Regions from separate parts of the Salmo salar genome. Here region 2 is linked to region 1. The links are chromatin contacts, called in public Hi-C maps. All regions are on one chromosome and are shown on one strand. Each heading gives the region's core, a stretch centred on a gene start, on an enhancer-like site or on the middle of the called end of the contact. The rest is flanking DNA. Distances are from core to core; before and after follow the strand shown.

Evidence for each region. A called contact is a pair of places that touch in the nucleus more often than the background predicts.
Region 2: a contact with region 1 is called in a Hi-C map of muscle, with 13 times the contacts expected there. The contact joins the promoter of yjefn3 here to the promoter of LOC106573600 in region 1. A contact is called at or near these places in 2 of 3 Hi-C or Micro-C datasets (gill and muscle).

Annotation. Positions count from the first base shown.
Region 1 is chrssa16:38,555,477-38,562,980 of Ssal_v3.1, reverse strand. It overlaps LOC106573600 (cold-inducible RNA-binding protein B), which reads right to left and starts at 4,689. Exons shown (of 7, transcript XM_014148783.2): 1 at 4,427-4,689; 2 at 3,235-3,349; 3 at 2,970-3,076; 4 at 2,687-2,858; 5 at 2,158-2,248; 6 at 1,817-1,881; 7 at 1-479. The coding sequence starts at 3,334. The coding sequence ends at 460. LOC106573597 (cold-inducible RNA-binding protein B) reads right to left here. Exons shown (of 9, transcript XR_001321378.2): 7 at 5,705-5,791; 8 at 5,249-5,331; 9 at 4,574-5,110.
Region 2 is chrssa16:38,730,088-38,737,591 of Ssal_v3.1, reverse strand. yjefn3 (YjeF N-terminal domain containing 3) reads left to right here and starts at 4,485. Exons shown (of 6, transcript XM_014148772.2): 1 at 4,485-4,857. The coding sequence starts at 4,802. LOC106573796 (testis-specific serine/threonine-protein kinase 6-like) reads right to left here and starts at 3,285. Exons shown (of 1, transcript XM_014149145.2): 1 at 1,802-3,285. The coding sequence starts at 3,282. The coding sequence ends at 2,413. LOC106573594 (transcriptional repressor p66-alpha) reads left to right here. Exons shown (of 13, transcript XM_014148764.2): 13 at 1-1,166.

The sequences.
Region 1 (7,504 bases), core at 3,440-5,939:
GCATTTTCGTACTTTGTTACAGAGCAGAGCTTTGAAACTACAACAACATTACCATTCTCTATCCAAGATACATTCCCTGTCTTTCAGGTTGTGCCTCTTCCATGCACAGCCCAAAGTGAGGTAAAGGCCTACAGCACATGAGCCTTGCTCTTTCGAGCTCCCCACAAAAACTGTAAATAAAAATTTAGTTCTCTGCGGTTTTCAATAACAAATAAGGAGGATCAGAAAGTAAAAAACAAAAACTTGGAACAGACCGGTGGTGGGTGGCTCGGAGTGCAAGCCAGCCCTCCCCGCACTTATCCAGGACTGCTCTTATCTACATGGTGGGTTTCAGAAGAAGATTTAAAGTGTCACGGAGCAGCAGGCGCTGGGCTAGGACCAGGCCAGGCCCGCCGTCATCGGGATGGGGCCGCCGGTTCGGGGTCGTGCCCAGACGACAGGCATCCGGACACCACTGTCCTACCAGCCGCCCTCGTCACCTGCAGAGAAATTGGAAAGACACACACAGGTTACCTTGATTCTGTGGATGGTAGGGGGCTCATCTCTCGAAAGGGGCCCTGCTGCTACTGAACGTTAATTCCTTTTGAAGATACATAGAAGTGGTAGCAAATTATGCTGGAGTGAATTACATTTTCTGTGACAAATACTCTATCTGAAGGCAGGCCATCTGATTGAGAAATGTTTTGTTTTCATTTAGCAAGCGCAGTCAAACTCCGCTCGATGAAAGCAATATTACGTCGGCTTATTCCATGGATAGAAAACTTTCAACAACAAAACTACAGAGCAGACAGACAAGGCAATCCTGCTACTACTATATGCAAATTACGTCAACAAGAAAGGTGACTGGCTCCATTGTGTGTGTGTGTGTGTGTGTGTGCAGATCCTTGTACTGCAAGGCAAAGAAGCAAAGGAAAATACACCTCTACAAAAAAGCTGCTACAAGACAGAGAGAAAAAGCTTATGACAAGAAAAGCAGGAAGTAGAGAGCTAATGCTATGACCCCTGTAGGACAGCTCGCGCCAAGACAGTTGCAGACCGAGGTCAGCCTACCTTGGCTTTCTGCAGTGCTAAACTGGGCCTTCAACATATTGTTTCTTCAGTTCAACATATTTCAACTACAGGAGTCAGCCTCACTGTGCGCCACTGACAACAGCACCGCCTGTTTAGAGAAGAGAAAGCCAAGTGGTTAATGACGAGGTCCCAGGTTCTCCAACAAGGAGGGAAACACAAGTACACTAAGGCCCATCTGCAGACCCTCTCTTCCACTGATGCTCCCTAAAGGAATGGATGCTGAGCTGAAGTGGTATATTGAGTCTTTCCTATATCGCATACCTTTAACACCAAATGACTCCCATTTTCCAATACTAACCTGGTAGGGCATTTGTTTGTAGGAAATACCCAGTGTCCACCACTAGGTTAATTTGCAACTCCTCTTTATTCTTGAAGATGAATTATGTACCACATATTGTAAAACACCAAAAGTGTAACTTGGGAGGGTGTATTTCCCAATATGGTCAGGAAAGAATGGGAATAGGGACCCCATTTCTCCATTACACATGACTAAAGGCCTCATGCATTGAGAAAATGACTCATTTCACTGATATTTTCATCCATCAGTTGGTCCAAGAACATAGGGGGCAACCCGGTCTGAGAGGAGCCCATCCAGCTGCTATACAGGGCAAGAACCTGCCTCGGCTCTGGTGTTGATTGGCCGATTCCAAATCTATGGTAGCTTTCAGGGATGTTGCTGTCCAGGCACCAGATTGGCTGCCTATCCTGACTCCCTACACTTGTGTAAGCTTATAAGAAGCCTCACCATAGCTATCGTAGCTGTCTCTGTACGAACCTCCTGAACGATCTCCGTATCCTCCTCCTTGCGCTCTGTGGACAGAAGCAGAAATGTACATCAGTAAACAAGAATTTGACGAGCAGAAGCAAGTTGAGTAACATCAAATTCTAAATGGTCTTCCTAAAAGTGCTTGCCTACTGTCAAAATGGGCACATGGCTTCTTAAAATATATTGTGATTTACCTATAGGATCTATACCCTTCACCTTTCCTTTGTCTTACCAAATTCTATCAATTGCCTAAAATAAAGTAGCTATGTATATGCAAATGTGACTTTATGTAGCTGAGATGGTATATCATCACTATTCACCTGTCTTTGTTGTAGTAGCCTCTTTCTGATCCGTATGAGCCTCCACTTCTGTTGTCGTAACGTCCACCACCATATCCCCGGTCTCCACCACCTGTAATATAACTTGTGGTTAACAGCTGACTCAAAGGAATGCTAAAAGCAGCCATGCACTCATCTTATGGTTAAATGTGTTGATAAGAGAATATCGAACACCACTCTTCAGTTTGGACATGCTATCAGTAGCCCAACAGATGTCTCAATCAAACCTCTACAGCTACTAGACAACAGCAACAGTCACTGCAAAAGAAAAAGACATGGGAACGTAGGAGTGGTTATTAAGGATGAGGGACCAGAGGGGAGGGTCAGAGCGCGGGGTGCACGCATATGCACTGACTACTTCTGGTTAGTTCTGCAAGCCACAGAATCCCAGGCTAGCACAGGTGTGAGGACATCTTTGTAGGGTTGGGACTGGGGTGTCAGTCACTCCAAGGCAAACGAGGGAGGGACACTCAAGGTCAGGATGCTGTAGGATAGAAAACAACAAACTTGCCTCGTGAGAAGCCACGCCCACCTCTTCCACCACCACCACCTCTGCCTCCACGGAAGTATCCTCCTCCACCTCCTCTGCCGCCTGAAGAGCCCCCTCGGAATCCGCCTCCGGACCTGCCACCACCGCCAGATTTGCCAGCCTGGTCGACACGGATCTGTCTGCCATCAAGAGACTGACACAGAAAAGGTTGGGGAAGATAAAATAAAGAATACACCATTAATATCGTCGTTGCACAGTCAAGACAGTGTTGTGTTTCAGGGCGGAGTTTAGGTTTAATTGTCACCTTGCCGTTCATGGCCAGCATAGCATCCTTGGCCTCATCTGGGTTCTCGAAGGTGACGAAACCAAAGCCCCTGGACCTCTGAGTTTCTCTGTCTTTAATTACAACAACTATACAGAGAAATGTTATTTAAAGACTATAGAGACACAAGGCAACCTTGCAAGACGTGTATCATTCAAAGCATGTTCAAATAGTGGACCACCAGATATATATTTTAAAAAAAAACATTTTTTACATTGCACCCAATATCCAACAGTTAGTTGCTTACCTTCAGATATTTGCCCATATTTGGAGAATACATCTTCTAATGACTGTTCATTAGTGTCAAAGCTGAGGCCACCCACAAAAAGCTTCCCTTCGTCAGACATCCTTCCTTTTCACCACTGCTGAAGGGAAGAAATAACTTGTTTATTATGGATGCAAAGATGTATTTGCAATGAACTGTTTGCAGCAGGGCTGGAGGCAGAAATTCATTGGTGGATGGGCCAACGGGGAGTTCTAAGTATATAATACATATAAATGTTTTTTTGTTTTGCTAAATCTGATTAGGTGGGCCTGGCAGTGCCTACGCCACTGGATAGCAGGTTATTATTGGATGCAAACCTCTGTTCGTGTTCTATTCTTGCAATGGTGCATTTACACACGCAATAACATTTATTTTAACAGTTGTTTGGCATGATTCTGTTTTGTATTTGTATCCAATGCCAAGTATGTTGTATTACCAAAATGAAGGTAACCTAGCAAGTTTCATAAAAAAGTCAAGTGCCAGCGAGTGAAGAACAAATGCGTATGGGGGGGACTTAGCTCATAAAGGCCCAAAACCATCCTGCCCCCTGGTAGCTAGCGCTGCCTTCTCGTCCTCTTTCCCAATATAACGCTACCGTAGCTAGCCAGTTTACGGTACCTAGCCAATGAAATTTGCGTTTTAGCAACAAAAAGCGGTCCTCGCTCCACAAGCAGATGAGTGCGTGCGATTCAGTTCCGTTTTTAGTACAAATCAGTAAGCGACATCGTCTTCCCCCGCCCCCTCATGTCCCAGGCCTAGATGTGCAACTCCCTTTGTTCAACACTGTCCAACAACGGCGCCATTTATGATAGTGCTAATGGCCCCCGACTAGCCAGCTATCACTGCGTCATTGCATCGACTAAGGTTACTGAGCACGCTCGCTCGCATAGCAAAATGTGGGCATCGGCATTATGGCGAATACAAGAAAGTTGGTCTGTTCCGCACACCACAATATAATTGTCAATTAATTCGGACAACGAACACAATTTACTAGCATGAGGATGTTATCGTTGGCTACCTGCTCGCTAGTTAGCTGCATCTTGAGCCACCTTCAGACTCCTCCTCGGGTGATGTCACACTCATTTAGCCTGCCACAATCTTGGTAGCTCCTGTCCCGAATTAAATACGTTTACGAACACAAACATTTATGAAAAAGGTTATTACAATCGCTTACCTCCGACAAAAACAGAATCTTGCGACCGACCTGCAGCAGATGGGAATGAATGAGATGCGGGGCCTCCCGGTATATGTATTGATGCGTCCCTTGCAGTTACGCCCAACTTATGAATATTAAACAGATTACTCTCCACGGCTCAAGGAATAGCATTTCAGATTATTTTATTTATCAAAGTCAATTTGTTACGTTGGAGGATCAACTACAACCAAGTTAACGCAAAAGTACAACTGCCTGTGCATTTGCCCATCTTTGGGTCAATACATGCAACAACTACAATGAGTAGTCCTGAATGGAAAGTCAATTCACCATCAGAAATGTTCTTGTGTGCACTGTACTACACCTAAAATAGACATTACAAGAATGTACTATAACATGTGCAAGAGAACCAATTTTCAAAAAATAGATTTAATCCATTCATTTTCCATGACGTTCATTTGAGTACTTCACAAAAAAAAAAAGTGTATACTGGTAATACAGGCATTGGCACACCAGAATGACAATCCGTTTGGTAAACATCATGGATATATCAAATCTGGTTCAGATATGCACTCCCATTCCAAGGCAGGTCTTGACTAAACGACAAGTCCAGTTCAGCTGCACATCTCTAGTTCAGTATTAAAGATATCTCCTGGTGACGATTTTCCAAGGAGCCGTTTCAGGGCAAACCATCCTGTGGTGAACCTGGAATAAAGTTACAAATTAGTCAGAAGAAATAAAGTAAAATGACAGATGAGTTTACAATTCTAGCAGTGCACTCAAGTCAGTTGCACCATACGCTACTGTTAAGTCAGATCAACAGCATGCATCCCCAATTCTCACCAAGTGTGTACTTCTCCCCACATTTAAAAGCATTGGATTGGTGTAAGCATATTCTGTAGGGAGGTCCCACAAGGCCGTAGACACTAGGTTTGAAAAAAAAAAAAAAAAACACGTCCGTCCTTTGATGGATGCAACTCTTCTGAACACATCCAAAAGTTGACTTGTACCTTTGATGGACTAACAATGTAGGTCGTATACGATTTCAGTGTTCATGTATCTGAATGGGCCCGTAGCCTTACAAGCCAATTTAAAACATGCACTGGTTGTATCCTGCAAATACGAACCCTTCCTTGAGTGATACCCGATCTCATCTGACTAAAGGACAGGTAAAAGCAGGGTTCCACACTGCTTTCACCAATAAAAGGTGTCAGATCAGTGATTACATCATTTAAGGGGAACGCACAGGGCCCATGACTACAGCTCAAAGGCATGCAGTACACGTCAGAGAATACCCACCTCCAAGGAAGCACTGGAACGAACTAGTCAGCGTCGAAGTCCAACCTCGTGTTAAAGCAGGCTTTCACATCCAACGCTTAGTTTAACCTGATCGAGTAACAAGACTGTAATTAGTTGAGTACAGCTTTTGAGGGCAACAATATGACATGCATTTGCTTATCAACATGAACTACAGATGTGCTAAACAGCATCAACTTCTAGCATTAGACAGTGTTTATCCTATCAAAGTTGATTGAATGTTAAGATGTTTTATATAAACAAATTACAGTGATAAACTTGACAAGCAAAAGTAGAAAGGTGATAGCTGTCTAGAATTGAGGTAGACTCAGCGATATGACAGATGCAGAAAGTGAACAGCATAGTGGGTCAATTTCCACAACTACTAAACACATTGAAGCACAAGGCTCAACTTCTCCGCTGTTTTGGTGCCCTGGCTAAAACACTTTGAAGCGAACCCGTGCACAGATAGTGTGACCAAGTAAAGTCTCTTGCATCCCAATGTCTGCACTTCTGCTTGTGACAACGTCATTTTGTTGAGTCTACCTTTACGATGAAGCCATCTTTTGCAATCACTGGGAGAACAGTACTTGTAGTGTCACAGATCAAAACTGGGAGGATCTTGTTTTACACTAGGGATACTTGAGCCATGACAACTTATGGAATTTTCAAAAGCTCAATGGCCATTTTCAGAGTCTAGTAGTCCCAATGGTCTATGGGGGACAGGGTGAAAATTCTACAAAAAAAAAAAAACAGGATACGCTACTGGACGTACTCATGCAACTCAGGGTTCTGAACAGTAACTGCTAGGGCCTGAGGAAGTGACAGCGGTAGTTGGGTAAAGTTGAAGGCAGTTAAGATGGACATCAAAATGAGAACTTTGAGGGATGCGAACAGGAGAGCAAAAGTCTTTACCTCACATTACTGGCCTATTTCCACTTATGAACTAGCCAAGAGAGCAGCATTCACCAGAGCGGATTCACGTGTCGGTAGGCACAACACTTCATTCTCCAAGGACTTTGTTGAGTTCCAAAACGATAGTAGAGCTCTTGGGCGCAATGAAGCATTATAAAAGAACCAGTGCCAGCACCAGGATGACATTTCATTTCTATTCTGCTTTCAACACACCCAGGCCCCCCACAATGACTAGCTTCAGGTTAGATCTTTCAGCATCCTCTGAGTATTAATTCAGCCACCCTTCCAAAATGAGATCCCACCTTTCAGAAAACCCTTTCCAGCAGAGACTATGCTATCATTTCTCTCAACCCACTTACGACATCTCTCCCTACCAAACTCGCATTGCATAACATTCAGCTGGCTTAGTGTGAACAGGCTTAAGTTCTTTGAAGGCACAAGAAATCAGAGCATTTTCAACGGATTGTTTAATAGGCTTCATGAAGCCAGGATATACAAAAAAATTAGGTGTTTGTACACAGAACAGAGAGCACATATCCTTGTAGTAACATTGAGTGATCGTGAATGTTTCAGTCCATCATATTATGCACGTTTGAGAACAGCAAAGTACCTTAGGCCAACTGCAGAAGGCTGCAAACACCTAGTATACCTTTCAATGAAATGAAGTTGTTTCGCCAGTCAAAGTCATTCACTCTTTGGATACTGAGTATTTACAAATCTTTAGCAATATCAAGGTGGTCTGCTGGAAACCAGTGCTCCCACTTAGCATTCCTACCTTGTTACACTAAAGGAATGCATTACAGAACTGAAGGAGCACATCACAGCTTGTCAAGCTTCTAGTGTAAATTTCACAGATTCTTTTTTTTTAAGTCCAGAATTCACAACGGC
Region 2 (7,504 bases), core at 3,236-5,735, 170 kb before region 1:
ATGTGAAGCCCTAGCAACATTAAACTTTTAGTCTTTTCTTTTACAAAGGTGAGTGTGTGAGTTGTCACGTCCCTTAATTAGCTAGTTAGCCCATCTGGTGGAGAAGCCAGCGGTATTTTACTTTTATAGGTGGTGCAGTACAGGGTGAGAAGCTGTTGAAAAATGCACCACGCTGACAAATCTCCCTCTCAGGAGGAATAAGACAGGGCCGTGTCAGTATATGAGGGCTTATGAGGTTGCGCTTCTGTATCAAAACAACATGGTTCAGAACTACACAACAGTTCAGTGGCCTAGTAGAAATGAATCTGAAAGGAAATGATCAAACAACAATGCTACATTTTAGGTTGTATCTCAAATGTCTTGTGCAGCCACATTCATTTTTAAAATTTTTCTTCCTACAAATGTCCATGCTTTCTCCTGATATGTTTTGATAGCAGTGTGTGTGTCCTTAGACAGTACAGTCTTAATTAATACATTTTCATATGAACCATGTTGTTTTCTGTAACCTTAAGCTATCTGTCTGATCACCTATTATCATAATTTTGGTACCTTGTTTTTTCATAGCTGCCCCTAGATCAGATTTCAGATGGATTCATTTGCTTGCATCTCTAATAACACCACATTCTCCATATAGTGAACTACTTAATAAAGAGCTGTGGGTAAAAGTGTTCAACTATATAGGGTGTCATTTGAGATTTGCCTGTTTGTCAATCTCTTGGAGCCCTGCTCTCAGAAACATGATGGCTGATGGTGATTGTCCTGGCCAGTATTCCAGGGGTTATGGCTAGAACGGCTACAGCTTATTTGGCGAATTGGCCAAAAATGACTTCGTAGCAGGTTAGGAGAATTAGGTTAAGGTTAGGAAAAGGATTAGCGAAAATACAAAAAATACAAATCAACTTTTGATGTCAATTTCACGTAAGCTGTATCCATCTAGCAATGACCTGTTCCAGGCTGCTGGTGCAGCAGCCATTACTGTCCTGAATACTGCCTGCTGCAGTTTGACAACCAACACCATTCCGTTTTACAGGGGTGCTAGTACTGTTTACACTAGAGCATAGCACCTAACCCTGAACTTTTTTTTTTTTACAAGAAATGCTCTTATTTGTTTTTGATTTTTTTCTCTGCTCTGTCAAGTAATAATAATAAAACTAATTTTCACCCCATTTTTATTCTGGGGTTTGTGTATTGTTATAAAGTGTGTAATATTAACTTGAATGACTTGCTGACTTTTGAAATGTTCACTTTTTTTGTATTGGATTGCACCTTGTAGTTTATTATAACATGATCAATTTATTGGCCTGACCTTTCAAATCCATATGTCACAAGGGATTAAGTATTTATTGCACTCAAATGCATCATCAATTGAAGTTGCCGAAGATTGATCAGATGTTTAAGTCTTAAATTCAAACGATGGGCCTATATGGGAAAAAGCCGTAACATGAAAATGACAGTTGTGTTCTCTCAACGCTTCTATTTTGGCAATCGACGTAGGTGCAGCAGCGCGGCATGAATTACAATTCAGCAGAATGTCAATTTCCCATCAAAAGGAAGACTGCATAGGCGTGCGTAAAATAGGTTAAATGTGTGCGTAAAATCCTCTGGATGCCCTTTGCGCTCAATTCTGTCGACCACCTTCGGCATAAGTACAGCTGAGATGGAGTTTGGTCAGAGGGAAGTGCGTCTTAATTTTTTCCACGCTTCTCTTTGACTAGAGATGATTCTCCCTCTGGCCTCTCTTAACTCCAGTGGTTTGGCGAGCACAGCATTGTACTGCGCCAGTTTAGAGCGGTTGCGTCGGTTGTCTGGTCATGCCTCTCCAAAGCAGTGTGTCTTTCCCCCTTGATTGCGTTGACGTTCAGGTCACAGGCCGCGCGCTCTCTTCGGTTCAAGAGAAGATACCTGTGTCTTCCTGCTTGACATTTTGAAGCTGAGCGTTTCAAAAGTGAGGAGGTGCTGTGCCTGTGTAGATTTGTGCGTGGTTGCATATTCAACTGTCAAATCCTTCTGATTTACAGGTGTAAACGAAGCTTCAGATATTGTTACAATGGTATACGACTCATCTGTTTCAACAGGTCAGTTGGTAGGTTCAGTGAAAAATGTTCGCTCCATGTGTTTCATTACGAACGGAAGAGAAAAGTAGACTATGCAAGGTAGCCAGGCCTACAGTCCAACAAATTATTGAATGTTTTACTTTTTGGTTGTAGCTTTTTTTTGTCTCCCAACAGTCTACTTATAGCTTTATATTGTACAAAAGACAAAATAACTTCATGAATACATCTGAATAAATTAGCACATTAATAGACCTACAATATGTCCAGCAGCTAATAGCTATCATTAACCTAAATTAACAAATGAAAGTGGTCGGATTTCCAATTAGGGTACACATGATTTAATCATGCACATCCTTGCCTATTGCAACCAAGACTGCTCTGCCACCTGTTGGATTGTCGGGCGGGAAGAAGGGCTGAACTGCAACAGATAGGCAATGAACAGCTGGCATGGCTCTTCCACGGTGATGTCATCCAGGTAGACCAAGGCCATGCGCTGAGCGCGAGGGAGTTTGCGGACATTGGAATCGTCGTAAGGCATGCACCCAGTGACCATGACATACAGAATCACACCCAGGCTCCACACGTCATATTTCTTGGGGTCGTATGGAACTCCAAGCAGTACTTCGGGTGCGGCGTAGGCCGCGGAACCACAGTAAGTGCTGCTCAGCTCAGGATAGCCCATGGCAAACCTCCCAAAACCAAAGTCCGTGATCTTGACTTGGTTGTCCCTAGTCAGCAGTACATTCTCACATTTCATGTCTCGGTGGACGATGTTGTGTTGATGGAGATAGTTCACAGCACTGACAATCTGGGAGAACATGGTCTTGGCTTGGACAATGGGGATGGAATTTACCTCTTGGATTTTTTGGAGAAGGTCCGTTGTTGCCGCTTCCATCACGATGTATAGTCGGCCGTTGCAAACCTCGATGAATTCATGCACATGGACAATATTGTCATGTCTCACTTCCCTCAGAAGTGTCAGCTCCCTGGGTAGAAACTTGTGGACAAAGTCGTGAGGAGCCTTTTTGCGGTCCACAATTTTTATGGCGACCTCAGAATTGTGTTTCTGGGAGCTTGCCAGTTTGACTTTGGAGTAGCTTCCCTCGCCGATTGTCACCCCCAATTTGTAGCCCATCCCGCGCAGAACTTTTTCAGTGCACATGTTCAAAAAGGTATGTTTGACTTTCTGCTCTTCAAAATTTGTCTGGCTGCTGCCCCATCGGGTCATGAACACCGGTGGTCGCGCGATCTTCGACCAATTTGAGGAACAGTTAGGTGTCTCAGGTGGCGGTGACAACGTTGAGATAAAAAAACATTGGAGACACATATTGATAAGGTCACGGTAGTGTTTGCGCGTGCATTATGACGACATTATGACAACCATAGACATTAAAACTAGCAAAAGCTGCCAGCACATGAGGGTTTATCGTTAGTGGCATGCTGGGCAAGCCTAAATAATCACATATTACTGAATATGATCAATAATGAATACATTTTTATCTTATTTTGTCTACTTGGCTGTATGAAATGCAACAATCCCTCTAATTGGATTTTGTTAGCTGTAATGTCTTAATATGACCTCAGGGTGGCAGACCGCACCAAGAATCTCCTTGGCCTCATGCATGTGTCTGTCTCTATAAATACACAGGTACAGCTGTTTGGGGGTCCCTTTTCTACAAGGACTTACTCAATAGAAGGAACAAAAAGGAAGGAGTCTAATCTACATTTTCCCCAAAATTGGTGTCCAGATGAGTGTCTTCCCATTGTCCTGTCACTCACCACACTATACAAACTGACCAAAAACAACTGGACTTTCAATTGTTCATAAAATGAGCAGGCTGTTGGCTGACTGTTAGATAGAACTTCATAGAGCAGGCCTGCTGGAATGTAGAACAGGCTAGAATGTTGTGAGCAGCACTGACCTTTCCTGAACAATGTGAGCTATTGTTTGATATCTCGACCAAGTTAGAAGCCACAGCCCTTGGCTTGGTAGCTATTGGCAATGGTTGTTTTTACTGCACTGTATACACTTCTGCTTATGGAGGTTGTGTGTGTGTGTGTGTGTGTGTGTGTGTGTGTGTGTGTGTGTGTGTGTGTGTGTGTGTTTGCGTCATGGATTTGCATGCATAATTTGTGTGTGTGTGCAGTTGGGGATTTACCGTAAACATGTTTTATTCTCTTTCATGCTTCAAACACATATAACCATGATCCCATCTACTTCAAGTTTCAGGCACAGATTAAACCATCAATATATTCAATGCAATACATTAATCTGGTATTTATGGGATTTTGTGAATGTTGTATTATGCTCAATGCCACCAAAGATGTGAAATTCAAATGTGTCTATATACATTTGTATGCATTTCCAGCCTCCCCCTCTATAAGATGACAGGCATTGTTATTGTGTCTGTGTGACTGTAATCTGCAGAGCTTTGAGGCATTCCCCACTCTACTCCAGTTTCTCCACAGAGGGTTTGTTGGTTTTGCCACTGAGGGGGGCAGTACTTTCTGTCTGAGCTTCTACGACTCACCGACGGCTGGGCCAATCAGCTGGCTACGTCCATATCTCCCTGCGTCTTAATTGGCTGTCTCACTCAGAGAAGGGCTGCTGATACAAACATGAGAGAGAGCGTTCTGAGTGGGAAATAGCAGACAGAGAGAGAGAACAAGAGTGTATTTTGTAAAGCAGTGTAGCTCATTCTACCCGTCTTCTGCGTCTGTACTGAATCCTCCCAGGCTGCCAAAAGATGAACCACAGCTCGACTGAACCGGCGGAGACCATCGAGCTAATGCGGTATCTCAGGTAGGCACTTAGCAGAATTAGGGCAACACAGCTATTCCTGCTCTCAATTGACAAAAATGATCCAATGCTGGCTGGCAGTAGCCTACATATTTTATTATGGATTGTGAACTCTGTTTTACACATCCTGCTTGTAAATGTGAACTGACCTTTTGATAGCTGATGGCGTATGAGCTTTTATGCATGTTTTTATGTTTTTATATTGTAGACATAAAGTTGGGTGTGTGATGTAGGTTTTCATCCAGAGAGGTGGTTCTGTGTAGAGACACGTGTCCAGAGCAGTCCCCCTGTGGCTGCCGACTGCATTCATTACTGTACTTTTATGCAACATAACAAAACCTGTCGCACCAACTCATGTTTCTCTCGCAGCCCTGAGAGAGAGAGGACAGAAAGAGAGATTGTTTGAAAAAGAACAAAGGGGGACTCATATCAAGGCGGTTTGAACACAGTTGCAGCCGAGAGTATTTTTCAGTGACAATATATTTGTGTCGTTAGACAATTTGAAAATGATTTCTCTCTGATGTGAAAGATAAGGTCCTTATGCTTCCAAAACTGTTCCGCAAGTGATGCGTGTTAATGTTCAGACCAAGCACAGAAGACACCTTCGTCCAATGACTCGTATGTGTAATGTAATGGAACTGTCATAATCAAGGGCTAAGGTGATACCTGCTAGGGCTTGATTCTGCTGCCTGCCTGTCAGGTACTGATTTGGAGCAGGATGTGAATCACTTGCCGGAGATCCCCTGTCTGTCTAAGACAGAAGACTAAGTTCTAGGCTGATTGTAATACACTGTGTTGATACGAAAGATGATGATGAACTCTATAATGTACATTATTTATAAATGTATGAAGTTTTTAAATATATATATATATATATATTTAAAAACTCCATACATATATATATATATATATAATATCAAACCATAACTCTGAATACAATTTGCATACATTGATCTAAGAGTATTGTTTTTAGTACTTGGATCAGATATTGGCAGAGACTATGGACAAAACATACATCTGCCCTAGAAAATCTAACTGTTCCTGCCTGCGTGTATTGTAGGCAGTTCCAACCTCTCTCCACTTGTCTTCCTTAGTGGGATCAAGATGCCTGAATGAATTATAATTACTGTTCCTGTGATTGAAGCAGCTAGTCATGTTTAATTTAGTGTTGGTATGCTAACCATGTCCCTGCTGCTGTCTTAAAGTGTAATTTCATCACTTGTAAATCAGAGATGCATGTTAGCTAATCAGTCCATTACATGGCTCTCGAGTGGTGTAGCGGTCTAAGGCACTGCATCTCAGTGGAAGAGGCGTCACTATAGTACCTGGTTCGAATTCAGACTGTATCACATCCGGCCGTGATTGGGAGTCCCATAGGACGGCGCACAATTGGCCCAGCGTCGTCGGGGTTTGGCCGGAGTAGGCCGTCATTGTAAATAAGAATTTGTTCTTAACTGACTTGCCTGGTTAAATAAAATAAAAATAACAGCATGACAGTGGTACCTGGAGGTGGGCACCTCAGAGCAGGTTACACTCATCCACATGTCCACATAGTCCAATAGAAAAAATAAATACATGTCAATATATTTCACTTAACATGCATTAAATGTATTCCAGAGATATTACATGTATTCCAGAGATGCATGTACACACATTTGCATCTTTGCTCAAATGCATGTGATGCATGACAATTCCAGAAATGCATGGCTATGACATCTGGTCTACAGGGTGTCCAAGGTGTTTCCTAATTCAGCATATGACATAGTTTGCCCCTTCAGAGGATTCTTAATGAGTCTTTACGTATTGACCATTAGCTAGGTTTCCATCCAATTGGCGGCAAATTTTGATGCGAATAGTCCAAAATCTGCATAAACAAAATAGGCGTATTTTCCCACCAGTGGTGTTTCCACCAAACTGACCTGTTGCAGACAAAAAGCAGTGCGTGATGACGTAGTGCACACAAAATGTAGTTTTTCACTTACGCTTTCATGTACAAAATAAAAATCTAAAATTTTCCATCTCATTTTCAGCTCTACCGATAGTTGTGTCACAAAAACGTTTGTATTAAATGGCAAATGTGCCTACTCTGGTCTTGGAACGTGTGCTCTAGCCAACAGTTTCCAGATACAGTGCGGGTATGCTAGTCTATATGATGAGATTATTATGGATAAAAACGAGAATAAATTCATTTGTCAAACATCGATCATCATGTCACAAGAATAAGACCATCGATATTTATTGGAATCAAGCATCAAGATCATCGTGCACTTTCACCGCCCTGTGAAGTTGATCATAATTTATGTCGTCTGTAGCGTAATAAACGGCATGGTTTCTCAAATTATAGTGGGAGGACCACACAACATATCATCGCGTGAGTTTATTTCGATATGATGGTTGTTATATCAATATTTGCGCATAAAGACGTTTCTCGCATAATACATTTTACAGACAAAAAAGATCCCACCATGTCGAACGAACAAATTATGTCGTCATTTATAAAATTGTACCAAAACTTCCCGTTTCCATCGCAGCTATCGTGACATTAAAAAATATATAATGGTATGATTTTACTCTCATGAAAACTGTGGATGGAAACATGGTTAGTGGAGATTATTTAAATTGTTATGGTGAGTAAAAAAAACTACGTTTT